2 separate regions of the Mus musculus genome follow, and region 2 is linked to region 1. Evidence: chromatin contacts called from public HiChIP or PLAC-seq data. All regions are on one chromosome and are shown on one strand. The core of a region is the stretch at or near the end of the contact, and the rest is flanking DNA. Distances in the headings are between cores, read along the strand shown.

Evidence for each region. HiChIP or PLAC-seq counts read pairs in DNA pulled down with a chosen protein or histone mark.
Region 2: an H3K27ac HiChIP or PLAC-seq map of embryonic stem cells shows a contact between it and region 1, with 8 times the contacts expected there. The contact joins two enhancer-like sites. A contact is called at or near these places in 1 of 484 Hi-C or Micro-C datasets (embryonic stem cells) and 2 of 115 datasets of contacts at active chromatin or transcription factors (both in embryonic stem cells).

Annotation. Positions count from the first base shown.
Region 1 is chr17:88,343,051-88,348,670 of GRCm38.p6, forward strand. Gm31615 (a long non-coding RNA gene) reads right to left here. Exons shown (of 7, transcript XR_877113.1): 2 at 882-944. Among named protein-coding and RNA genes, the nearest start is that of 1700116H05Rik, 38 kb to the left of the region's middle. Within about 2 kb of position 4,066, at least 11 of the 459 cell types and tissues checked have an H3K27ac peak or open chromatin away from gene starts, as enhancers often do. A contact at or near this core is called in embryonic stem cells, where this site is marked.
Region 2 is chr17:90,841,208-90,847,486 of GRCm38.p6, forward strand. All of the region lies in intron 5 of Nrxn1 (neurexin I), which reads right to left. Among named protein-coding and RNA genes, the nearest start is that of 4930480K15Rik, 17 kb to the right of the region's middle. Within about 2 kb of position 2,909, at least 31 of the 459 cell types and tissues checked have an H3K27ac peak or open chromatin away from gene starts, as enhancers often do. A contact at or near this core is called in embryonic stem cells, where this site is marked.

The DNA.
Region 1 (5,620 bases), core at 2,816-5,315:
TGCCATTTGCCACGCTGTCTCATGACACGTCTTATACGCTCGTTTCTCTGTTTCATCCCTGACATTCTTTATGGTGTCATGTTTGATGCCCTTTTTCATTTCTGTTCTGAAAGAAAGATCTCTCCATGTTTCATTCTGGCTAGTGTGTGTATGGCTTCTGGGTTTCAGTACCAGAAAGGACACCAGGAAGCCCTTGGCATGCTGAGAAGTCTCTCTGTGGGGCTTGCCCTTGCTTTGGTCAAAGCGTGCCATCCCTCAAGCGTGCCGCTGTGTCCTAGATGCGCTGGCTCAACCAACAGAAGGAGCCTTCTCTCTTTTTTTCCTCTGCCCAAAACAGACAGGCTTTCCTAGCCACCAAGAGAAGCCAAACGAGAAACAAACACAGAGAAAAGAAAAAAAAAAAAGACCCTCTTATAAATTTGGATCCTTAACGTGAGCGCAGACCCAAGGTTTTCAAACCATCTTGTTCCACAAGATGCTTGCAATGTCTGCCATCAGTTCCCAAGTAAACGCAGCAGCACAGGGTTTAGGCTAAAATTGGGCTTCTTCCCTCTCCCCAACTCAGGCTGAAGAGCTGCATTTCACAGCCCGCGACTTGCTCACTGACCATATGTCCTCCAGTCACGCATTCCCCAACGTGCTCATCTGTAAAATGAAGATATTAAAGAAGTCGATGTGTGATTGAAGGTCGTGACCCAGGTAAAACCGAGAGCATATATGGAAGGCTTCCGGTGGACGCCAGCCACAGGACACGGCATTTCACAAGCAAGGGGTGGGGGCAGAGGTGGAGGGGGATCTGGGACAGGCAGGACAGGGTGCCTCAATTTCAGCTTCAGCCACCCCCATTTCACACTAACTAGCAGGTTCTATCTCCTACTTACGGCATCTCCTTTCATTCAAAGACACATTCTCCCAGGCTCCGTGGCTACTTTTAGGAGCTCGGTCTGAAATCAATCGACACAAAATGATGATATTTTAATACAGTAAAAAGCAAAAACATAACAATGACATCTTAATGCATTTCTTACCTTCAGCATAGCAACAGAGCTGGTACCCACAGCATCGTCAAACTACCCTTCTCACAACCCTGAGGAAACGTATTTTCCTCTTTAGGAATCAAGTTCTTTATTTGTAGGGCAGATGGATTGCCAGGTCATCTGTAATATTCTTTCCAATCCTGATAGTTCTGTTACCCAAGTGGAGAGATATCTGGGCTGCGTGTAGAACTCCAAGTGCTGTTGTGGGGTTCTCTTGGCCTCTTGGTTAAGAGGGAGCCTCAGACGAAGTGGGACAAGGCAATCATGGGATCCTGATTTATGGACAGTGCTGGGTATGGTGACAGGGCATCCAGGGGGGAGATGAAGCACAAACAGGAGAGAGTCGAGAATTATTTTTGTTGGGTCCACAGAGACAGTTAAATCCCCCAGGGATTAAATATCTTAGGTATAACCTTGATTCCTAGTGTTTCATAATATCTTCTGAAAATTCGAAATGAATAGCTTTCTGAGGAAAGGAATCTTTATCTCAAGTTGACCATTCTTACAATCTCACATCCATGTCCTTTCCCTTGTTAAACACCAGAGTAGTTATTTTGTTGTAAAGTGGGAAGAGGAAGTCTCCCTGCTAGGTGGTATACCTAGGGTGGCTGAAGCTGAAATCGAGACACCTGCCCACTCAGACTTGGTCTGCTCCCCTCAGCTCCTCACTCAGCATGGCTTATGAAGTGCTGCGGCTAGTGTCCTCTGAAAGTGTCCCCATGTGCAATGGCTTTGCCCAGGCTGTCTCAGAGCTGCCCGCTGGCCACCTCTTCCTCACTTTCCTTGTCTCACCACTTACCTATCTGCTCATCTTTCTCTCCAGGTCTTAGAAATACAGAATATCTTGTCAGATGTTCAACAACTGTCATTTGTCACAGGCCTGAACGGTAGAAATCTGTTTGTTTGTGGTAATAGGGATCGTATAGAATTTTGACAAAAAATAAAAATAAAAACCCAACTAGTATCAGCTCTGCAAAAATGAAACAAAAATCCAGAAAACCACGATTGTTTTTGCCTGTCTTAACCAAAGGACACTTCCCACTTTCTCCTGATGAGAACTGTAGCGATTCATCTGGTAACGGACTCTGGCTCGTCCCCAGGCACCCATGGGGCCCGTGCGCCACGCTTTGGGTTTTACCACCAGTTTCAACAGAGGTAGTAACTATATAGCTCCAACTTCAGAGTGAAGAATCAACCTCCGCACATCCCCGAAGGCAAGACTTTAAGACTGTATACTAGTTTAATTTTTGTTGAAGGGAATTTAAAACTTCGCTAACAGATACATTTAAAAATAAAGCAGGCAGGGAATGGTTTATGAGCGTTTCGTAGATGGGGAAACAGCAGCTAAGGTAATAGACTTAAATAGTGGCCGAGCAGGGACCAGAGCTGAGATGTTCTCATTTCCAGACCAGATGTTCCCAGAGAAAGGCAGTTACTGCTATTTCCCCCTTGTTGGAGATGCCTGGTTTCCACAGCAATACCAAAACCAGCATATACCCAACAGAGTCATTGGTTCCGTAATTTTAGACTTGGCGGGGACCTTAGGGACCGTCTTACTCATCAATTCTGTAGAAGGCCTTAAGGAGGGTCCAACCTCTCGGAGTCTCTCAGACTGGGGCGAAGCTGACTGCCGAAGTTGACTGCCTACCGACTCCCACTGCAGCCAGCAGTAGCTTTTCTTTTTAAATCTCTTATCTGCTTTGCATATTAATGATCCACAGAAGACTCCCTTGAAAAAGACACGCCAGACAGCCCAGTCTACAGAAATGGAGAGGTGTTTTTGACATAGTTGTTTCAAAGCAAGGACAATGGAGGGTGTACCAACCAATACACAAGATAATAAGCAACCTCGGACCAAGCTTATCTGGTGATGTGTGATGTCCCACTTCAAGCGGTGGCCTTTCTGAGTTTATGCACCTCTTTTTTTTCTGTCTACCATCAGCAAAAGGGTACCAGAAGAAGTTGTAGAATTGATACATGAGTAAGCAAATATTCTCTTTTAAAATAGCAATAGTATGCACATCCATGAGCCTCGGTGCCCACACGGAGGTCAGAGCATAATTTGTGGGAGTCAGTTCTCTCTCTCAGGCCTGGCAGCAGGCACCTTAACCCAATAAGCCATCTTGCCAACTCTGGTGGAAAACTTCAAATATCTTGCCTTTTAGCTCTTCATGTTCTAACTTCCAACAGGGTCTAGCCAAGAGCAGCTAGCTGTGAGGAAAATTATGGATTTGTTATAAGGGCGGCAAGAACATTCTTAATTGCTATAAATATTAGAATAGTTCTAAGACTGATGATACCAATTAAATGAAAGATGTAGGCAATATAATAATCTATATTTATCAAGTTCTTGATTACAAGTAATTAGTAAACTATGTAGAAGGGTACAGACTTTAGAATGAGATATACATAGTCTCAGAACCTAGTTGCTGGGAAAACACTGAGATAAACCCACCTACCCGACTGGTACTCAGTGTTGACATCTGTAGAATGAAACTTGTGAAGACTGAGTGTAATACCACACTCTGGGTATAGAAAGAATCTCTTAGAAGCATCACCTGTCAATAAAATGCCAATGGCCATTGAGCTGTGGCAGGGAATAGGAGGTGGAACATTAGCAGAAAGAAAGAGAAGACTGGGAAATAATAAGAGCTCAAAGAGAGCCATGGAGGTGTAAGACCCAACGAGCCTTATGTCCAGGGTGTCCCACTCACAGAAACGGAGACTGATGAAATAATCAAGAAGTTTATTGATCTGGTGTGCCAGGGGCTGTCCTGCCTCGATTGAGGCACAGGCAACCCAAGCACACACTTTTTATACAGTTTAAGGGCAGGCCTTGATAACAACTTGAGTTGGTTTAAGCCCATTGTTGGCCTGAGCTGACCTTCTCTTTCCACCCTTTAGAAATGGTAATTAGACTCTCCCTTACAGAGAGGCAAGTGTCTTTTCATGACCTTCCCTAGGCAGCATTGATGGCCCTGGGTGAGGTGAGGTCTTCGTCCCCAGAAGAGGGAAGTGAGACATTCTAGGTCATTATCTGCACCTGCCTTTCAGGGGCTTTTGTAAAGCTTGTTTTGCTGGGTCATTCTGGGAAGGGAGGGTTCTCCACAAACTTCTAGCGGAAGGTCCCCAGCATGCTATTCTAGCAAGGTCTTTCAGTGGTCGCCTTATGTTCTCTAAGGTCACACATTTCCCACAGAGGAAAAGATTGAGACAGAGACAGAGGAGAGATGGATGAAAACCAGGAGGGAGAGGAACCTGGAGAGACGCAGAGGGAGCCGCTGAGGAGAAGAAGCAGCAGCTGGGACTGAAGGAGAGGTCACTAACCAAGTGGTAAACATAGAGTAGATTAAATGGTTAAAAACATGAAGAGCTAGTCAGGGATGAGCCAAAGTTTGTGGCCTAGGCATTTAATAATGACTAACTAGTCTCATAGTTGTTGTTCCAGGAGCTGGGGCTGGGAAAGGAAAAACAGAATTTAATATATTTTTTAACATCTGTGCTTAGCTCTTCCTTATCACACTTGAATTTCCTTCCATTCTCTTTTCTGAAATGTTGAATATGAGTGGCTACCCTCACCCTTAACTCCTTTGCAGTCTTGCTGTGCAGCTAGCTGCGAGCGCATGATCTTTCTGCCTCAACCTCCCAGGTGCTAGGATTATAGGTACATGTGACAGTCTACCAGTTTGGTCTAGGTGGTTGTTGTTGTTGTTGTTGTTGTTGTTGTTGTTGTTTTGTCCTCTGCACCAGCAGCAAGTACTCCTAGCTGCTGAGCCACCCCCACCACTTCCTTCCACTCCCATACCCCATCCCCATCCCCCCACTTTCATCCCCCTACTCCCAAGTTCAACCTTTTCATTCACTGTTACTTTTAGCACCGACAAGTACATGCTATGCATGATATGTTACTTCCCCCGAGGTTTGAATGTGAAATACCAACATAGACACTGGTTCATGTGCTTGAGCACAATAGTCCCCAGCTGAGAGTGCTGTTCAAGGAGGGTTGTGGAAGCTCTAATAAGTGGGGCCAGACTGAAGAAGTGAGTCACTAGAGGGAGCCTTGAGGTTTGATAGTCCCATCTTCCTTTCTGTTTATTCTGCTTCTGGACAGCGGAAGGGATCACACCAGTTGCCTCCAGTTCCATGGAGGACCGTATCCCTTCCAACTGTAAGCCAAAGAAAACCATCTCTCAAGTGGCTTTCTGATAGGCATGTTGCCAGAGCAATGAGAAAAAGAACTAATACTCTTGGGAGTGATTATTTCATTAGCAAACGACTCACAACCAGCTAACTGCTCATGTATTACAGTGAAGGGGGCAGGGGATGGGGGGGGACAGGGCCTCAGGCCAGCCACCAGGAGACCTCCATTACTATTCTTCCACATTTGAATAGAAACTTGTTAAAAAGGGAAAACATGTTTTTCCAACAGGTCATAAATTAATGGAGCTGTGATGCTGGGTAAACTACCATTTCTCATATTTGGTCTCTGCACTCAGACGAATTCAGAGAGCTGTGTTTCTCCATGGATGCAGCATTTTGCATGCCCTGTGATGTGGCAGGCATCAATTATCATAATGAATGAG
Region 2 (6,279 bases), core at 1,659-4,158, 2.5 Mb after region 1:
AGAGGTCTCCTGCTCTCATCAATCATATGCACGGAGGTGGACATATACAAGAAGAAACCAAACATCAATTCAACAAAGTCAGATACCCACTGACTGCTATGTTAGAATCCAACACTGAGGACAAGGAGTGGATTTCAAAATATCTCTCAAAACTATCTAGCACATGGACACAAAGCAGAAAAAAATCACTGGCAGGTCTGAGTCCTAAGGTCACAGGATAATTTTTCCCCAATCATAGGTATAGAGCATGAATCAGAACGCTGTTCCTTGATGACACACACACACACACACACACACACACACACACACACACACATATATATACATACATATATATATATATATATATATATATATATATATATATTTTTTTTTTTTTTAATAGGTAAAAATAAATTCAACCTAAAATGTGTAGAGTTCTAGGGCAGTTTCCACCAGGGCACAAAATGGGGTATACTGCAAAGTTTACAATACTTTCCATGTTATCTAGGATCAGCTATGGATAATAAAGAAGTATACATCAGATAATATACCTACCATTGTCCTAGAATAAAGATTAGATAGACATTTGCTTATGTACATGATTAACCTTAGATAAAGACTTGGTCCTGACTGAGGGCAGCAAGTGAATGAAGAATGACAGACAGACCCAAGGACATACAGATAAGCTGGGATTTTGTGTACAGAAATCTCTGATAGACCAACCACAGCACCTAGATGCTCAGTGGGTTTATTATATAGGGTGGAACAAAGAGATGAGGTTTCTATATAAAACTGAACAAGAAAATCTGGTTGTTACATACAGATAAACAAGGAAATAGGGTTTATTGTATGAAACATGATCAAAGAAAGATATTAAACTAAACTCAATAGGAGCAGTCTCGGTATGGGATCAGGCTTCATGCCCTAAACTTCTGGGGGAGAGAAAGACAGGGTGGACGTTTTCTGTGCACATTGTCAATACTCATACTCAGGCTTCCAAGGAAGGCTTTGTCTGGGACTATGACCTCCTTGACATGGCATTTTCAATGTCAATACTATGCATTAACTCATGATTTCATTCACTCAGGACTTTCTCTGCTTGCCACATATACCATTATCTTTCAAATATGTATATACAGATATATAATATCTAAAATATTAAGTTAAAAAAAGATCAGTAGCATGGTGAAATAAAAACAAGCTTGGATTTCCCCAAAAAATTTTGGGTCTTCACAAAGACACAAGGACTTCAGGGTTGTAAGAGGCTTGATGCAAGCAAGACCTCACACGAAAAATGCTCCTATTTGCTGGAGTTACTGAACTTTTAAAACCTGACTAAGGCAACAGGTAGAAATATGGTTGTCTCAGTTATATTATTTCTCTGGAATATTTTCTCTCATTAGTTAAATTTCAGATCTCAGATAAAATGCTGTAAACACATGACAAAGTCAATAAACTGGAAATACTGTGTTGGGTGAGCAGGACCTTCGATACTCCATGTGGCACAGAATGAGCATTCTAAACAAAGTGTCCTAGAAACAACAAAAGGAAGAGCTCTGTCTCCACATTGCCAAGTAAAAAGCAAGAAAATTACTTGATGATATGAGGACAAAATTTTCCCTTCATATTCTGGTGTGTTCTGAGAGAGATGCTATTAGATCTAGGATCTTCACCGACTTAATTTTCCTTAACCATGGCAATATTTCTTGTTTCTACATTTTAGTAATTTGAAACCCTCAGCTCAGAGACGTCATCTCCATATTGAGAGCACCAGGCTTGAAATCTGCCTCTGCTGTGCATAAACTCACCTTCCCTTCAGTTTACTCAACATGCTAGCTTCTGTCCAAAGATCTTTCTTCAGATCTTGTGTTCTATTTTCTCCTTGAACAACCCTGGGAATTTTTCATTATTTTCCAAAGGTAATTCTGTGGGAATGTGTGACCTTAGAGAACATAAGATGACAGCTGAAAGACCTTGCTAGAATAGCATGCTGGAACTAGCAACTTTATGCTAGAAGGTTGTGGTGAACACTCCCTTCCAAGAATGACCCAGCAAAACAAGCTTTACAAGAAAGCCCCAACAGAAAGGCAGGTGCAGATAACCACCAAAAAAACATTTCAGTTCCCTCTTCTGAAGACTAAGACCTCACCTCACCCTGGGCCATCAATGCTGCTTAGGGAAGGTCATGTAAAGGAGAGTCTAATTGCCATTTCTAAAGTGAGGAATGAAAAGGTCAGCTAGGGCCAACAATGGGCTTAAACCAACTCATGTTGTTATCAAGGCCTACCCTAAAACTGTATAAAAAGTGTGTGCTTAGGAGATTCTGGATAAACCTCTTGCTTATTGTCTCTGTGTTTCTGTGAGTGGGACATCCCTGATGTAAGGATCTTTGGGTCTTACACTTTTAAAGAAAAGTATAGCAAGTGAAAGGTTTTCACAAGCAAACCTTTATTTCTGTTGCTTTGCCAGAGGGGGTGGGGAATAGAAAAAAAAAAGCTGCCAGGTAAAAGGACCAAAATAAATGACCTGCACCACACAACCAATTTCTATCTCTTTTTCTAGAATGTTTCATAACAGAGAATCAATAAGAGCTGAATCTGAAACATTGGTGCCGTGTACTAGCTAAGCCTGTGAGCTCCCAGGCTAATCCTGTGTTCTCAGCAGCTCTCAGTGCAAATCCCTTCACCTTTGCTCAGGGGGATGAGCTCACCACAGAAATTGGCCTGGTTTTTGACCTCAAAATCCAGGTGGGACAGAATAGGGGATGGCGATAGCAATGAAGGGAGGATTTCCAGGCCATTTGTTCTAAAGGGAGGTGCTTTGGCAGAAGGAAAGGACAAAGTTTCCAGGGCCCTGAGCTGGGTCACACAGCTGGAGTCACACTTTAATCAACACAAATGTCTTTTCACTCACCCATAAGCAACACAAAGACTGGGGCAGAACCCCCACTGAGAACAAACAGGTCCAGTGCCAATGGCCCTTCTCATTTTCTAGGCTACCAACTCCATCAAGCTCTGCACTGCACTGCAGAGTCAACCTTCCTATTAGCCCATGTTTCCCTGTTTAACAAACTGTATTTAAATACCACAAGGTTCCAAATAACTGAGAGTAGTAGCAAGATACAGCCACTCTTGAGGCAATGTAAATCCAGAAGCAAAGCAACAGCCACCACCACCACCGCAACAAAAGCAAACAAGAGAAAGCTCCATCACCTCACTGAGGAAGCATTCTTTCAAAGACAAAAAACATACAGAGTTAAGAAGGACCAAATACTTGAAACAATTCAATTGAAAACTCAAGTCATAGAGTCAGAGCTACTTTAAATACACCTTAATGCATTTGAACATGGTAAGCATGCAGTGCAACTGATAATTTCTGAAGGAGCAGGAAACAGTATTTGTACTTGCGGGGCACAATTTTAAAACGTGCATTAGAATATTTTCAAGCTTAATTTAGCTGATCATGGATTTCTTTTGACAGTTTGTCTTAGAAAATAATGTTCACATAAGCACTAGTAAATTATTGTATGCATTATATAAAAATTAGGAACCAAAAATTACTTAGAACTCATGTACAAACAACTGGATACAGTAAATATTTAATATACATTTCATGAAATATCTTTCTCAGAATTTTGGCTTGAAAATGAGGAATTCTAAACTGAGAAAGAGACTTGGTATCTTGTGCCCTAGTTCTTCCTGGACATGTCTGGATAATTTAGATATACTACTAGCTTCTCATCCATAAATAGCCCTTACCATTTGAGAAATCTTGTTAGATGAAAATATTGTACACATGGTTCTTTCCTCTCCACCCTCTAATCACCAATGAAATGTCTAAGTTATTAGAAACAAGCATGAATTTGCTAAGTCATTCCCTATTAGTTACTTGTCCTCTTGTGTCGTCTTCGCTATTAAAAGAAAAATTCATAACTGCAAAAGTCTTGCCTCCTCAAGACTTCTACTGCATGCCTTGGTTTAAAGGATAAATTAAATAAAAAGTTTAGCTTGTGTTACAGTATTGCCTCACTATAGTTCTAGACAGCCTGATTTTATAAGTAATAAGAAAGTTTTCTTTCCTGAACTTCAATCCCTGTCCAGGGCATCAAGTAATGAGTTAGGATGCAGCATGCTCCACCAAACGTGACTCTCAAATACTGATGGGTAGACTCTTCCTTCCTTCATCCCATGAAATCCCAGAGACAACCCAAATCTTAGCAATCCTATCTGCCTTGTTCTGTGTTTCTAATCACTTCTTTGCCTGAGATAAATTTATATTTTTTCCGTTAGATTTCTTTCTCAGTTGACTGATGAATTTGGTTCTGCTGAGATTTCCTTTCACTCCGGTGTTTGCTGTTATCAGTGGAGAAGGAAGACTGCATTATAATTCTTAAGCAAATGTTGAGTTGTCACTCTACTAACACACGCTCTTGAGATTTCCCAAGCTCTCACACTTAGAACACTGCAGATAGCACACAAAACTGTGACTGTTAATTGAGTTTTACACAAGAGATAATTACGTAGAGCAAAACTCTTCCAGTTCTGTTGAGGGAGTTGCTGTCAATAAAGTAAGGAGCTGGCCTGGGGACATGGCTTAGTCAGTATGGCATGCAAGCTTAAGGACCACAGGCCAACTTCCCAGAATCCATGAAACACTCATATTTAAAAGTTTCCTTTTCCAAATAAACCTTCTCCAATTCAGTTCTAGTGTTTCTGTCCTACTGGAATAGGATTCATTATTTCTAAACACACAGCTACAGGGAGTTTGATCTGTTGTGGTATACTCACTAGTACTATGCTAAGAAAACTTCATAGCCTGTGACCTTTATATCCTTAGAATCAAAGACAAAGTAAATATCCCAAAATGATTCCATACACCAAATGTGTAATGGGCCATTTAAAACAGTGCTAAACAGAAAATGACTGATTTTGACAACACCAAGTGCAACATATGTTTCCTCACATTCTGGTTTGTATTGGACCATTAGTCACAATTTTGAACAATTCCACAGGAAAAAAAACTTGAACACAAATTTAGAGAAACAATGGATACAAAATATCAAGGCTTAGAAATGTATTTTAGAGGATGACTTTCTTCATAAAAGAATTCATTCTATAATTTAAAAAAATTATGTATTCTCTGCTGGACTTAAGTGAATTTGAATGATATACTTGAATGGGAACTGACAAGAGTTCATGAACATTGTCATGATTTATAGATGGTGATGTAAGACTTATATACTCATGTGTTGAATAGTTGGCCTGAGGCTGCTTTTGCTCTTTTGGAGGCAAAGGGACCATTAGGGAGAGGATTGTAACTAGAAAAAAGTAGGTCCATAAAAGCATGCCTTCAAAAGTGGTACCTTTTCTCTTATCTCTTTCTGCTTTTTAATTGCTAGAAGGTGAAGGAGGTTCTCTACTAATTGTTCCTGTTTCCATGGTAATCTACCTTGTGATCCTTACCAACCATGGGATAAATCTTTTAAAACTGTGAGTCTAAAGAAATATTTCTTCTCAATTGCTTTTCATCCATGTGTTTCGTTATAGGTATGAAAATCAGTACAACAGCAAGAATGTTCCAAGTGAAACCTCAATATATTTCAGAGTATGAGATAATCTCTGGCCTTTGATATTAGGGTATTCACAACTTTCTAAATGTTGTGTCACTCATTTAGCCTTTCCAGGTGACTAAACCAGGCATACGAACAACTGATAGATTACCTTGTACCATACCATGTACATGTTATGTATACTCTGTGTGGAGTGTTTTGTGTGCACACTCACACATGAACATGATTAAGTAATATGCTAAGAAACACTTTAGAGTAATAGATACCCAAGTAAAATAAAAACACCCACAAGTCTTAACTGTACTATACTTATAAGCCAAGAAGAAAATTTCTTCTGAGTTTTTAATACTGCAGTTTCACAGTCAGTGTGTCCTGAGTCTCTTGGGCTGATGCCCACTGATCACTCAAGGAAGTGGAATACAATCTAATGTTAGTTCTAAGAGTATCTAAATACATGCCACAATCAATAGGTAAAAGGAACCATTTATTTTGTGGTATAGTTGCCTCAGAAAGCCACCTGCCAGCTAATTTTCTTTGATTAGAATTAGCTTTCAAAGTTAGAAGATCATCTTTATAGTTTCAGAGTAGGATACCAATTTCAAATGATGAGAAAAGATTATCTAAAGGGAATATTTGCTTTTCCAGTGCAAAATGTGAAATCCAGTTTTTCTTGTGATTTTTTTAAAAGTCCTCTTTAAAGAAACTGTCAAAAACATCCTTGGTCAGAT